Regions from separate parts of the Astyanax mexicanus genome. Here region 1 is linked to region 2. Evidence: chromatin contacts called from public Hi-C data. All regions are on one chromosome and are shown on one strand. Each heading gives the region's core, a stretch centred on a gene start, on an enhancer-like site or on the middle of the called end of the contact. The rest is flanking DNA. Distances are from core to core; before and after follow the strand shown. Region 1 overlaps peak1 (pseudopodium-enriched atypical kinase 1). Region 2 holds the start of peak1 (pseudopodium-enriched atypical kinase 1).

Region 1 (6,705 bases), core at 3,147-5,646, 120 kb before region 2:
GACAATCTTCTTGTGGTGTTGTCTTCTTCTGACGTCTATTTAAGGCCTGTCTCTGACATGCTCCATTATATGGAACTTCATATTTATATAACATTTATATTTATATAACTTTATATGGGCCTTCATTTCAGAGATGGTACTAGGGTTCATTCCAAATAATTTCACCTTCTCAGCTCTGCTGTTAATCCCACAAATGCATGTTCCTTACAATTAACAGGGTTTCCAATGGTATAAGACTTGTTGCCAGGAAGCATTGTTACAACAAAAAGTATCTACCAAACTTAAATGTATTTTTGTTTTTATATGTTTATATTACTTTTTGTTTGTGGTTTAAATCAGAAAAAATGTAGTGAATTGTACTTTTTGGGTATAAAATACTGTCTCTTGAGGAGTAGTGTCAGTAGTGTTGTTAGTTACCTTAGTTAGGGAATTGTTCTAGATTACTTCCTATATTTGTTTTAAATAAAACTCAAGGAGAATAGAGTAACTGTGTGTTAAAGTCCCTGCTTTAACAGTTCATGCAAAAACAAATGATATACCCTACTGAAAAAATATAATGTTAAAAAGAGACCCTTATTGCCTTATTGTAACTGAGCAGTAGCTGGTACATACAGCTCTGGAAAAAAATATGGGATTACTTAAAAATGACGAGTTTCTTTGATTTTACCAAATTGAAAATCTCTGGAATATAATCAAGAGGAAGGTGGATGATCACAAGCCATCAAACCAAGCTGGACTGCTTGAAGATTGCACCAGGAGTGGCATAAAGTTATCCAAAAGCAGTGTGTAAGACTGGAGGAGGAGAACATGCCAAGATGCATGAAAACTGTTATTGAAAATCAGGGTTATTCCACCAAATATTAATTTCTGAAATGGTTTTCTTTACATTATTTGAGGCCCGAAAGTGGTGCATCTTTTTTGTTATTTCAGCCATTTCTCATTTTCTGCAACTAAATGCTCTAAATGAAAATACTTTTATTTGGAATTTTGAATGTTGTCCGTAGTTTATAAAATAAAACAATGTTTTTTTTACTCAAACATAAACCTATAAATAGCAAAATCAAAGAAACTGATTCAGAAACTAAAGTGGTCTCTTAATTTGTTCCAGAGCTGTATCATTTGAACACTCTGTTCCTGATTACTTTCTTCAATTTTTTATACATTTGGGATATCACTCTTCTAGAACGTACTATAGCCAGGATAAAAAGGGGCCAAAATAAGAGCATGTATGACCTGAACACATTTATAAAAGGAACGGTTTAATTTATTTTATATCAAACTAATATCTGTTAACTAATATGGTTGTGAAATCCTTGTACACCAAGAATTCTCTTACATAAATGCATCATTTTTATCAACATTACATTAGTGTTTAATGATGATTAACTCTATACTATTTAAAAGAATTATAGGACTTTATGAACATAGTTTTTAGTGTAAACCTAATCAAAGTATACAACTGGACCTAAGGAATTGTGTTTTTTGTAAGACATATTTACCAGGCATGTTTAAGCCTGGAACCCACACAGTACTATTATTTTTGTAGTAAAAGTTGTTAAACACAGTAAGCCTAGCATTAAAAGAGTCGCATCAGCTCATGATTTCCAGCAGGGGGAGCATTTTCCCCCCTTTTAGAAAAGATCTGCTCGTCCTACAGCTGAAATGTGCGGTACTCAGGCTGGTGTATGTACATATCTACCAGTCTCCAAAAGGAAGGGCCAGAGGTCACACACACCCACACATTTAGACTGCTAAACATTTTCCACTCCATTTTTAGCACTCGACCCAGACCAGTTGCAGGTAGTTATCAGTCACCGCATAACATACTCAGACTCTCACACAACTCTGCTCTGTTTACAGTAGAGGGCTATCATTCACAGAAGCAGAGTGCAATGGAGCAAGCACAGAGGGCAGGTTCAAATATGCACAAGTGAGCCTTGAATGCTGTTTTCCACCACTTCAGATTTCCTGACTCACTCTGTACTGTACATTTTATTCTATAGCAAGAAGAAAGTTTTCCATTAGAGACCATTACTGTAACAACCACCATGGCATTCGATACGTGCCCGAGTGAGTGGGTGCACACACATTCACGCTCAATTGCCTTTCATTTCCCCTACAAGATCTGTCTTTCTCTTCATCCTGCTGCTGACTACAAGAAGAATGATAGGATCACACACGTGGAGAAGGCTGGAGTCTTTCCTAATAGAAACTGGAACTGGACCTTTCTCTTAAACACAGTACTCCTGTACTATAACTCATTCTTACTGCGATTTATACACAACGGCCAGATTCTACAGTCTGTGACCAGGTAACTGGAGGTTAATAGAGTGAAAGTCCTGTTTAGCCCTGGAGAACGGCAACTGAATATTCAAATCACACATTTTCATTTCAGTACTGCGCCATTCGACCCCTCAGGTTGTAGAAAAAAAAGAAAAGAGAAACGGATCATTTTCACTCTTCCTGCTTGGTCATCCTTGACCGGTTCACACACTCACAAATCCAAACCAATTCCACAGAGCTGGAGGGAAATCGAGTTCTGAATGAGAAATAGCGTTCTGGTGGGAGTAATAGCATGAGATGGGCTTCTCTCAGCTCATTTCCTGACACTGAACCAGCCACATCTTTTCACTGAAGAAAGAAAGAGAGAATCACAAATACACAGCAAATACGAGGGCGAGTTTATTTAACCTAGTAATGTTCTTCTCAACTTTTTGGTACAGCCCACAATCTGGTACTAACCCAGTTACTGTATTTTTAACATTATAAGACGCACCAGATTATAAGGCGTACTATTAACATACATAAAGTGCACCGGATTATAAAGCGCATTTTAAGAGACACTAATAGGAAATTCTAATTCAGCAGGTCTCACTGCTGGGTGGTGGTGTGGGGTTACTAGCTTAGCTTAGTAAAGCTAAGCCAAGTAAACAAAAGTGTAATAAAAAAAAAAATTATTTTAATATAAAATGAGCACCGGATGTTAATCTACACAGATTTCTCTCCTGACACTGTTTATTTGGGTGAGTAAAGCGCTTCCATTTATATTTACAGTAAGTTTAGATTACCGAAGCATTAGCATTAGCAGCTAACAGCTCCAGCAGTGCTAGCTGGGGTTAGGAGCAGGCTACAGGCCAATAATACTTACCTCTGAATGGGGAAATAGCTAGCGCGGTTAGCTGCTAATGCTAATGCTACTCCAGTCCCGATGCTGGAGAACTAAACTGAAACTCTTGTATTACACTGCAATTTGGTGGAGTGGCAACCTGACTAGTAAAATTCATACATAAGAGGATTATAAGGATAATAATGCACACTGTTGATTTTTGGGACAATTAAAGGATTTTAAGTGTGCCATATAAATGCTAAATTACAATATTACAGGATTAAAGTATAAGCCATAATTATCATAATTTTTTTTGGGAAAGAGTGTGAGTCTGCTTGAGCAAATCACCTCAGCTGTCTCAAGTCTAAAGGATGCCTAAAGCTGGGCGATATTACCTCAAATCAATATTCCAACCCTCAGGACAGAGAAAAAAAAGAAACAGATCATTTTCACTATTCCTGCTTGATCATCCTTGTCCAGTTCACACACTTACGAATCAAACCAAACCAATTCCACAGAGCTGGAGAGAAAATAGAGTTCTAAATGAGAAATAGCATTGTGGTGAGAGTAATAGCATGAGATAAACATTTAATGTTCTGCTCAACTTTCTGGTAGCATCATAGTTACTAGATCTTATTAAATTATTTGCTGAATAGGATCCAGCCTGGTTGTGCGCCTTCAACATAATTTGGTACAGGCATGCTATGCAAAAAATAATAATAAATAAAAAAATAAAATAAAGGATATTACTTCATACATATGGATCTGTTTGATGGAACCGTTGCATATTTGTACAGTATGTTAAATAGCTGTGTAATGGCAAGAACTTGGAAATACAGTATTTATTACAATACAGCCATTAAAATTCAATATATCACAATAGATTACAAATGTTCAAAATTAAAATCTAAAACAAAAATAAAAGATTTATATTTAATATTGCTCCAAACACTATGCTCTCCACTGTTTACCTGTGGGCCAGTCAACACCATCACAAGATGACAAAAAACGCTCCACTCATGGCGTGGTGGAGTGGGTGGGGTAGGAGACAGAAGGAGGGAGGGAGGGAGGGGGAGAGGGGGGTGTTAGATCATAGAATACAGGCAATAAAAGGTGGACAAGGCTGTCAGACAGGGTCAAGGTGGTCAGATCCTGTTCTGAGAATATCATCACGTAACACCCTGTTCAGCTACGAGCAGACACAATACACCAGGAACACCCATTACAGGGCACTGACCTGACACACACACACACACACCCACACACCCACGTCCACCCACTCCAGCGGCTGGGGAACAATCACACTGACTCACCACTATATCAATCAAACACCATTACTAACAAGTCTCCTTACTAACACACACACACACACACACACACACACACACACACACACGCACACACATACACATACACACACACTCTAAATCAGTAGTACAGGAAAAGGCTTCAGTATGAATGATCTAATAACCACATGGCCCAAAATGGTCAAGGCTGCCACAGGAAGTGCCACAGAGACCCACCTGGACACAAGCTAAAAACAATCTACCTCACATTCCTTCTTTCAGTTTGGACACAAACCTCATTTTATCAACAAAAAAAAAACAAACAAAAAAACTTTTTTTAAATACCTGTAGTCGCTGCAGAATGTCACATACAAAAAACAGAGCAGAACCAATTATATCTCCTTATTTACATGAGTTAAACATACAACCATCTCTCTATTATATCAAGTAGACAAAAATCCACTCTGGACTACAGCTTCTGAACCTGGTTTGAACAGAGGAAACTAAACACAATACACAATAGCCCACTTGGGTCAGGATAATTTACTTATCGAGGAGAACCCATTAACCTGAATAAGGCCAATGCCAACCTTGTTTAAAAGAGATTTTATTTTCTGTATGTTTTTTTGGATATTATAAGGATTATAGGGTTTTAAAACACTTTGTGATTTTTTTGTAATTATCAGTAACATTTATTGCTTTTTAAAAGGGAGTACATTTATTCATCATACTGTTAAAATGACGATTTGATTAAAATGATGATGATAAAAATCATTTATCGCTGTCAGCTGTCTCAGGTCTGAAGGGTGCCTAGAGCTGGGTAATATTAACCTTAAATCTTTCTCAATTAACTCAATCTAATCTAGATTAAAGAACAATATAAGATTTTTGTTACATTGTTGGTTTTAAGTCACAGACTGGAAGGGCCAGATTCAGTAAACACACGGTAGAATGTTTTTAAAGGGAAAAGTAGATGAAAATCCAGTGGAGAAAAGTATTAACAGAATAAAAACATAAAAACAAAGTCATATAGTTTGATTACAAATTTTGCATGTCAGTTTTGATCCATTTGCAATGAATAGCCCAGCGCTAGAGGTGCATTCTCCACTGCACATAATGCATGTTTTAACTTTGGGCTCATACAAGGACACTTTGCAGCTGTTGAATGTTTGGCACTTTCAGTTCTTGGGTGCTTTTAGTTGTGTCTTTTGGCTCGTCATCCTTTTGGTACCATGGCTGCGCTTTAAAACAGAGCTTTATGATACTGGGCAGTATATTTCACTCCAGAAAGTCTTCAGAGTCTTGAGATTTCATTGTGCACTGAACAGATTTAAGGCATTCCATGCCAGATGCAGCAAAGCAGCCCCAAATCATAACTGGTCCTCCTCCAACTTTCACAGTATGTACAATGTTCTTTTCTTTGAAAGCTTTCATTTTTGTCTGTGAACAGAGCTGATGTTACTTGCCAAAAACCGCCAGTTTTGTCTCAACTGTCAAAAGCACATTTTCCCTGAAGAGTTGTGGCTTATCAATATGCATTTTATAAATTCCAGTCTGGCTTTTTTGGGTTTCTTTTAACAGTGGAGTCCTCTTGAGTCTTCTTTGGAGCTGGTTGCTCAAAAAGTGATAGATATACACTGCCTGGCCAAAACAAAAAGTCTCCACCTTGATTTAAGTAAGTAAATGATGTGGGGTTGATGCTGCAGTTGGTCAGGTCTAGGTTCAGCAAAAGTATGTGCTGAAAGAATGAGGTCACTATACTGAATATAGACCAGGTTATTCCATCAATGGATTTTTCTTCCCTGATGACACGGCCATATTCCAAGATGACAATGAAAGGATTCATGGGACTGGAATTGTGAAAGGGTGATTCAGGGAGCGTGAGATCATCATTTTTACACATGGATTGTTCACCACAGAGTCCAGACCTTAACCTCATTGAGAATCTTTGGGATGCTCTGGAGAAGACTTTGTGTAAAGGATTTTTACTAAATACCAGTAATTTTCACATTTCCACAAATTGGATTTAATAGAGTTAATGGAAGCATTTAAACAAATGCTACAAAAAGAAGAAGCAAGAGTTTTTGATTGTGGCTTTTATAAAGTGTTCCTCATAGCAGTTCATGTTTGTTTTAAGAAATTTCTTACTCTGACAGGTCAATAACATTTTTCATCACATTGCAGGCACAGCTCTGGAAAAGAAACCACTTCAGTTTCTGAATCAGTTTCTCTAATTTTTATATTTATAGGTATATGTTTGAGTAAAATAAACATTATTGTTGTATTTGGTGGAATAACCATGGTTTTTTTAAC
Region 2 (6,791 bases), core at 615-3,114:
GGATGACATCAGTATTATAATTTTACTAGTCAGATTTTACCATTGATTTTCATGGGAATTAACTCTCTCTTTTATATAGTTACATTTTATTGGTAATGACTCCAGTCACAGATACAGTACCAGTCATAATATTGGATACAACTCTTCTTATTTAGTGTGTTTTCTTTATTTATTTGTATTATGTTTTACATTGTAAATCTAATATTGAATACTATATTAAAGCTATACAGGATATACATGCAGAATTATGTTACGAGAAAAAGTATTAAATAAACCAGAATATGTTTTATACTTTAGATTCTTTTAAGTAGCCACATATAGCTTTAATAGCAGATTTTCACTCTACTGGTATTTTGGAATAGATTTCTCAGCGTCTGGAAGGAGTTCCTGGAGGTGCTGAACAATAGTTGCTGCTTTTCATTCATGCTGTGCTCCAGCTTATTCGAAATCACCATCTCAGTTGGGTTTGGATCAGGGGGTTGTGGAGGCCAAACACTTAATTTATTTCCATATGTGTTCCTACAATGATTTCCACAATGGAGAAAATACATTAAATGAGGAAAAAACACTGAATAGGGTGTGCCCAAACTTTTGACTGGTAACCTACTGTATCTAAAAAGAATAATAATTCTATTCAAATAATTCTATTATAGAGATTTAAAACTGCACACATAAAAAATATTTTATATATAATGTATAAACTTCTGATGAGATCTGGTGAAAATTGTATTTTTAACATTGCAACATACAACTTACAGCAGTTAAAATTAAAAGTTGGCAAAGTAAGCTTTTTTCCTTTATTTTGCAGCCCTAATTTAACCATACTAGTCAGAATGACAGATTTACAGAGATGTGGACTGAGACTTTTTACCAGCCAGTATTACAGTGTAGAAATCTGGAATGACCATTTTTTACTAATTAAAGAGTGACTGTATATGTCTGTAACTGGAGTTTTCACTAGTAAAAATGTACGTACATATAAGAGAGACTGGAATTACTTGTTAATCAATAGTAGCATTAGATTAGTCAGAGTTAAGGATATGTGATCCTGATAGTTAATGTAACTGGTGAAAATGACAATGGTGAAAATGAAAGGTATGGAAGTAACAGTGAATGTGTCAGAGGTGATGTATCTAAAGAGAGAGTTTCTGCTGATAAAACCCGGGTTAGAACTTGTACCGCTGCTAGAATTTAGGCTGAAATTGTTCATCATTCTTCTCTATGCCCCCTGTGTTTGTCAGAGACTCGCTGTTAACTCTTTCTGCGCCACATCTCAGCTTGCTCCCAACACAGCTAGAAACGCCGCCAGAAACACAACCAGCAGCACAGCGGCGTCTTAAGGTTGACGAGGCTAAAGGGGCTAGAGACCGTGTGAAAACTAACTAATTAACTAACGTTAACCAACTGTGTCAAAAAGCCACACACACGAGCTCACAAACCAGCACAACACACATAATAAACACAAACACAGAGCTCCCAGCACAACACACTCACACGTACTCAGCAGAGGAGTCCTACTGTGTGTGTTGACACCGCGCAGAAACTTCGGGACGGAAGGGAAGCGGAATTCCAGTCCGCTCCAACTCGCAGAAGATCCGCCAACTTCAGTTTCAGCTCCTCGCCGTTAGTTTGGGTAGTTTAGTGGAGTTACTGAGGGAGTTACTCGGTTCTCCGGGGAGCTGCGGGGTGAGTGTCCGCGCCGCTCGCTCCTCCACAGCCTCCGCTCTCCTCACACGGAGCAGCTCCGGACCTCGGCTCGGACTCCCGGCGAGATTTCCACCGTTAAACTCGCCTCTGCTCGAGCTCAGCCTTCGGCGAGCGCGCGCTCTGACTCTCTCTCTCTCTCTCTCTCTCTCTCTCTCTCTCTCTCTCTCTCTCTTCGGCTCGCGCTCGTTCGCTCTCTCTCTCTCTCTCTCTCTCACGCGGGAGCGCGCATACGTAGCTGGGTGAGGGCAGGGCGGTCTCGCTTCGAGATTCATGCTGGAATGTCGGGCGCGCGCTCAGTGTTTTCAGTGGTCTGTTGTGTTAATGTTTTATACAAAATAGGTTTTTTTATATCTATTATATATAATGTTGGTTGCATATACTATTACAGAAAAAAATATTCTTTATTTATTTACATTTTGAAACAACATCGATCTCCGATGTGAGAATTGACTTATTTTGCAGTGTAGAAATGAGTATTTAAATAATACTTCTTAAAATTAATTTTTAATAAGTCTAATTATTGTTTGTGGTGAAGCAAAAGAGCTCAGCCAAACCATTCAAACCCTTTTACATGTACGCTGATTCAATGCCAGAATTTCAACACTAACCGAAGCCTGTTAGAAAATGTTAAATAAAATTGTTTTAAGGTTGTTTTCGTATCATCAACCTTACAGAATGTGTTTTTTTTACATGTTCTTTGCTATCAGGGTAGTGATTTGTAAATTTGCATAAAACACTGCCTTAAACAATTAATGCTACGTGTATAAAAATATTAAGTCTTGAATTATATTTTGTCAGGCACCGAGTGGTCCAGCGGGCTAAGAGCTGCCACTATGATCAGGAGATCGCCAGTTTGAATCCTGTTCATGTAGCTTGCCATCGGCTACCGAAGCCCTGAGAGAGCAAAATTGGCAGTGCTTTCTCTGGGTGGGTAGATGACTCTCTTTCCCCACATCACTCCTATGGTGATGTCGCTCAGCACAAGGCGTTTGTGAGCTGATGTATCGAAACCGTGTCGCTGTGCTTTCCTTCGAGTTCGCTGTGATGCTACTCGACAATGCTACATCAGCAGCGGTTCAAAAAGAGGCGGTGGCTGAATTCACATGTGTCAGAGGAGGCATGTGCATATGCTAGTGCTAATTACTAATAATCAGTAGTTTTTGAGTATTACTTAAATATCCATGATACATAATCAGAACAGTTTTTGAGTTTTGAGTAAGATGTCTCACAATGCAGTGAGAAACAGAAGTTATTACACACAATAAGAACTATATTAGAAAAATGGCAGATATGGCCTTTAGGCTTTAAAGGACAACTGATGTAACTTTTACAGCCAGCTGTGCGTGTTTCTTTCTATCTATATCCCCATATAGAAACCTCATTGGTGAATTAAGCATAATAAGAGGCCTATCAGGATGCTTTTTTGTTACCCTCTTACTATGTCTGTGCTTGTTTCTCTCTCGCCCTTTTTTCATGTGCACTTGTTCTTTCTCTTGCTCTAAAAGATTATTTCCAGGATATTCTATATAATTTGCAGGCATCAGGAAGACAATTTTAAATTGTGTGAGACTTCCTGAACTTTTGTGATAGGTCGGAGCTCTGCGTATAATAGTTTTATGAACCAATTTTGAAGACCTTACTGTTGTTTTTTAACAGTTGAAATGCTTTTTATAAAAAATCATAACTGCTGCTACATATCTGTTTTTAATGGACATAATTGTCACTAATGAGGACATTTAGTGGACAATTTGAACCTTTGGACAGAAGGTAGGAGGAAAAATGAGTGTTTAAAAGAACATGTGGACTATTAGCATGTAATATTTTATGGTGAGGAAGGAACTATCTAAATGGTTTTACATTTCTCTCATGTTTTTGAAGGGGATTCCTAGGCTGACCAGCAATGCGTGGGAGTTCTTCCAATTCTGCACATTCCTCAGATTTTTTACTGACTCTAAAGTGAACGAGGCATCTCTCTCCCTCTCTTTCTTTCTTATATCTTTCTTTTTTCTGTTTTTTTTTTCTATTACACTTACCTGCACACACATTTTATGTTGAATAAAGAGAACAGCAAAAGTAAACATATGAAAATTATAAAAATGCATTGGTACATGGTTGTGTTACTGGAGCCAATAAACTCTAAGCTCCTGTTGAATGTTGTATGTGATTCATAAAGCTCTCCACAAGAGGTAGCAGTTCTGCTAGTAGCTCTGGAACTGAAGAGTCAGCAGCTAAACCCACATAATCATACAAACAGTTAAACCAACATGTAAACTGGGTACCAGGTTATGAACATGTTATGTTGCTACTGAGGGATTTTTGGAACTGCAGAGCAATTCACAATTATTCCATATAGCAACCTAGAGGCTTAATGAGTTAAAGGGTTAATGGGTGCATATGTGGTGCCCATCAAATAAAAAGAGCAAAAGTCACTAAGAAAGAGTTATGAGCCCAATTCTGGATGACAGTTATTTTTTTTTTATCCAGCTCATTGTTGTGAAATGATTAACATTTTGTGTATGATCACTAGAACACAACCACTGATGCTACAGTTTAGTCGATTTTGGGCCAAAATGAAACTCTACATGAGCATTTCACATCATGAGCTGCCTGTGGTCCACATGTGACCTGGAGTTCAAATGCCATGACAGACCTATAACATGACAAAGCAGCTACAGCTGGGCCAGTTCTGGCCCACTGATTTGCAGCTAGTCCACTGACCCGTAAGTGCCTTAAGTGGATCTTAATAGATATCAGGGCAGACATGTGATCAATCACAACAGCAAAAATGGATGTTAATGGTTTAAACATAACTGGGTAAATAATCTAGACTACTTCTCTAAAACATGCTTTAACAGATCACTAAAAAATTGTTATTTAGGTACATGTAAATTGTATAACATGTAACTACTAACATTGTAAAAACTAAAAAACTGGTAATAATGTATAATGAATGTAAAATGTTTTCTAAAATAAAGAATCATTTCAGCTTAGAATAAAATGATGACAGTACACTGAGTATAAAAAATATTAATGACATTATGAATTTTATTTTTATTACTTTTTTTAAAATTAGCCAACTACATGTCTGTATTCAGTTGTAAGTAAAACACATTGTTGCCATAACATTACAATTCATGAACTACACAACATTTTAAATCGATATTTCTTTCATAATACATATATAAAAGTCCTGGGGATCATCAAGATGTGTTTTTGGTAAATGTTGGTAAATGTGAGGGCCGTTGTGTTCTTTTTGGTCCCATGGATACAATTTTTGACCAGTCTCTGTCTTATTACTGAATCATTAACACTGACCTTAACTAAGGCAGGTGACACCTGCAGTTCTTTAAATGTTGTTCTGTGACCTCCTGGATTAGCTGTCCATGCCCTTTTGAAATCATTTTTGTCGGCTGGTCACTCCTGGGAAGGACTTCTGTGGTCAGTGTTTTTTTGTATTTTTTTTAGATTGTAACATAATGGGTTGTTTTATGAGATCTTTTAGCTGCTTCATGTTGTGAGACAGGTTCTATTTAAGTGATTTCTTGATTGTACAGGTCTGACAGTAATCAGGCCTGGTTGTGGTTAGTAGGGAAAAATGTGATTAATTACACACACTAAGAAAAGTAAGTACAGATTTGTACTTAAAAGAGTACAAAGCTCGTCGCTGGGGCTGTACCTTATATTGAGGTACAAAAAAGTACCTTTCAGTGAAAGTCCTTTTTTGTACCCATGGTTTTTGTGCCAGTAAAGATTAAAAAAATTATAAACATTATCATCAACTAAATATGGCTCAAAAACTTGATGATCCAAAATTGTCTGGCTTTCGAATAAAAAAGTGCAGTTAAAAAATATATATAGTTTATTAGTACAGTGATACAGAATACTGAATGTACCTTTTGCCTGCAGGTTAAATGGTACAAATTTGTACTTATTGCTGTTAGAAATGACTTTGTACTTCAGAGGGAACAAATCTGACCCTGTAAAGACCAGTATTGTACCTTTGAGGGTACAATTATGAAGAGTGTACCTTTGAGTACAAAAAAGTACTCATATCGTACCTCTGTTTTTTAGAGTACAGGTCATTTATGGGGGGGATTCTTTTTTTACAAAGTTGCTAGATTGGTTTGGATAGTTTTTTTCTCTTAATAAATGCAATTTTCATTAACAAAGTGCTTTTTACATTAACTTAGGTTATATACTTGTGGGATATTGAAGTTTGTTTGATCATTTGAAAAATGAAAATATGACAAAAATACAAAAACAAGAGAAATCTGTAAGGGGCAAATACTCTTATAATATATAAAAGTTGTAATGTTCAGAAAACATTCTACCAACCCCAACAATGATCAGCTGGGTATTAACCACCCACCTCTGAACATCAAAGATAGTACATCTAAAATATTAAAATGTAGTGAAACTGTGAGAAATTAGTCTGAACTGCGTGTTACTGAAGGCAGCTCTGTTTTTCTGGATTGAGATGAATGAGCAGAAGTTGGAAACTGCTGATTCGCCTCAGAAAACTCACACTGGCACTGCGGCCCTGCCTAATAGCATTATGTTAATCATCTCACTGCAGTCGTACAATGCCTGAATGTAATTTACTATGATGAAAGAGAAATGTTTATTCCACTGGTTAGAAAGCATATAGAGCTATGCTTTCAAAGTGAACTCATCTATGGAGCAAAGTAAAAGAAAAAATGAATAATTTATATAGAATAATTAAAGATATGCAACAATATAACATTAATTCACATTATGTAGAGCAAATTGTTAGGAATGAGAAAATACCATGGGTGTGAGGTTGTTTCTCCTGTGTGTGAGTTGAGGGTCAGGGTGAGAGAGGCAGGATGAGAGGGCAACAGTGCAAACTGTGACTCATACATCCTCCCTGCCCACCATCCACCGCTCCAGACTCATTAGTCTTTCCAGCACTGTCCTCTTTCCTAACCTTCTTAACCTCCATTACCACCCTAGACCTTTCCTACCATACCTACAAACCCACCTTTAATACACACAGTACATAACAATTGTAAACCATTTCTATTTCCCTCCATATCTAGGGCTCCTCATTATCATAAAGATAT

Evidence for each region. Hi-C and Micro-C count contacts between places; a contact is called where the count stands out from the background.
Region 1: a contact with region 2 is called in a Hi-C map of muscle, with 10 times the contacts expected there. The contact joins the enhancer-like site here to the promoter of peak1 in region 2. A contact is called at or near these places in 2 of 3 Hi-C or Micro-C datasets (both in muscle).

What each region holds. Positions count from the first base shown.
Region 1 is chr2:44,389,957-44,396,661 of AstMex3_surface, reverse strand. The region is part of intron 3 of peak1 (pseudopodium-enriched atypical kinase 1); the gene reads right to left. Among protein-coding and RNA genes, the nearest start is that of LOC125798981, 15 kb to the right of the region's middle. Within about 2 kb of position 4,396, the one cell type or tissue checked has an H3K27ac peak away from gene starts, as active enhancers do.
Region 2 is chr2:44,268,724-44,275,514 of AstMex3_surface, reverse strand. It overlaps peak1 (pseudopodium-enriched atypical kinase 1), which reads right to left and starts at 1,864. Exons shown (of 8, transcript XM_049474340.1): 1 at 1,495-1,864.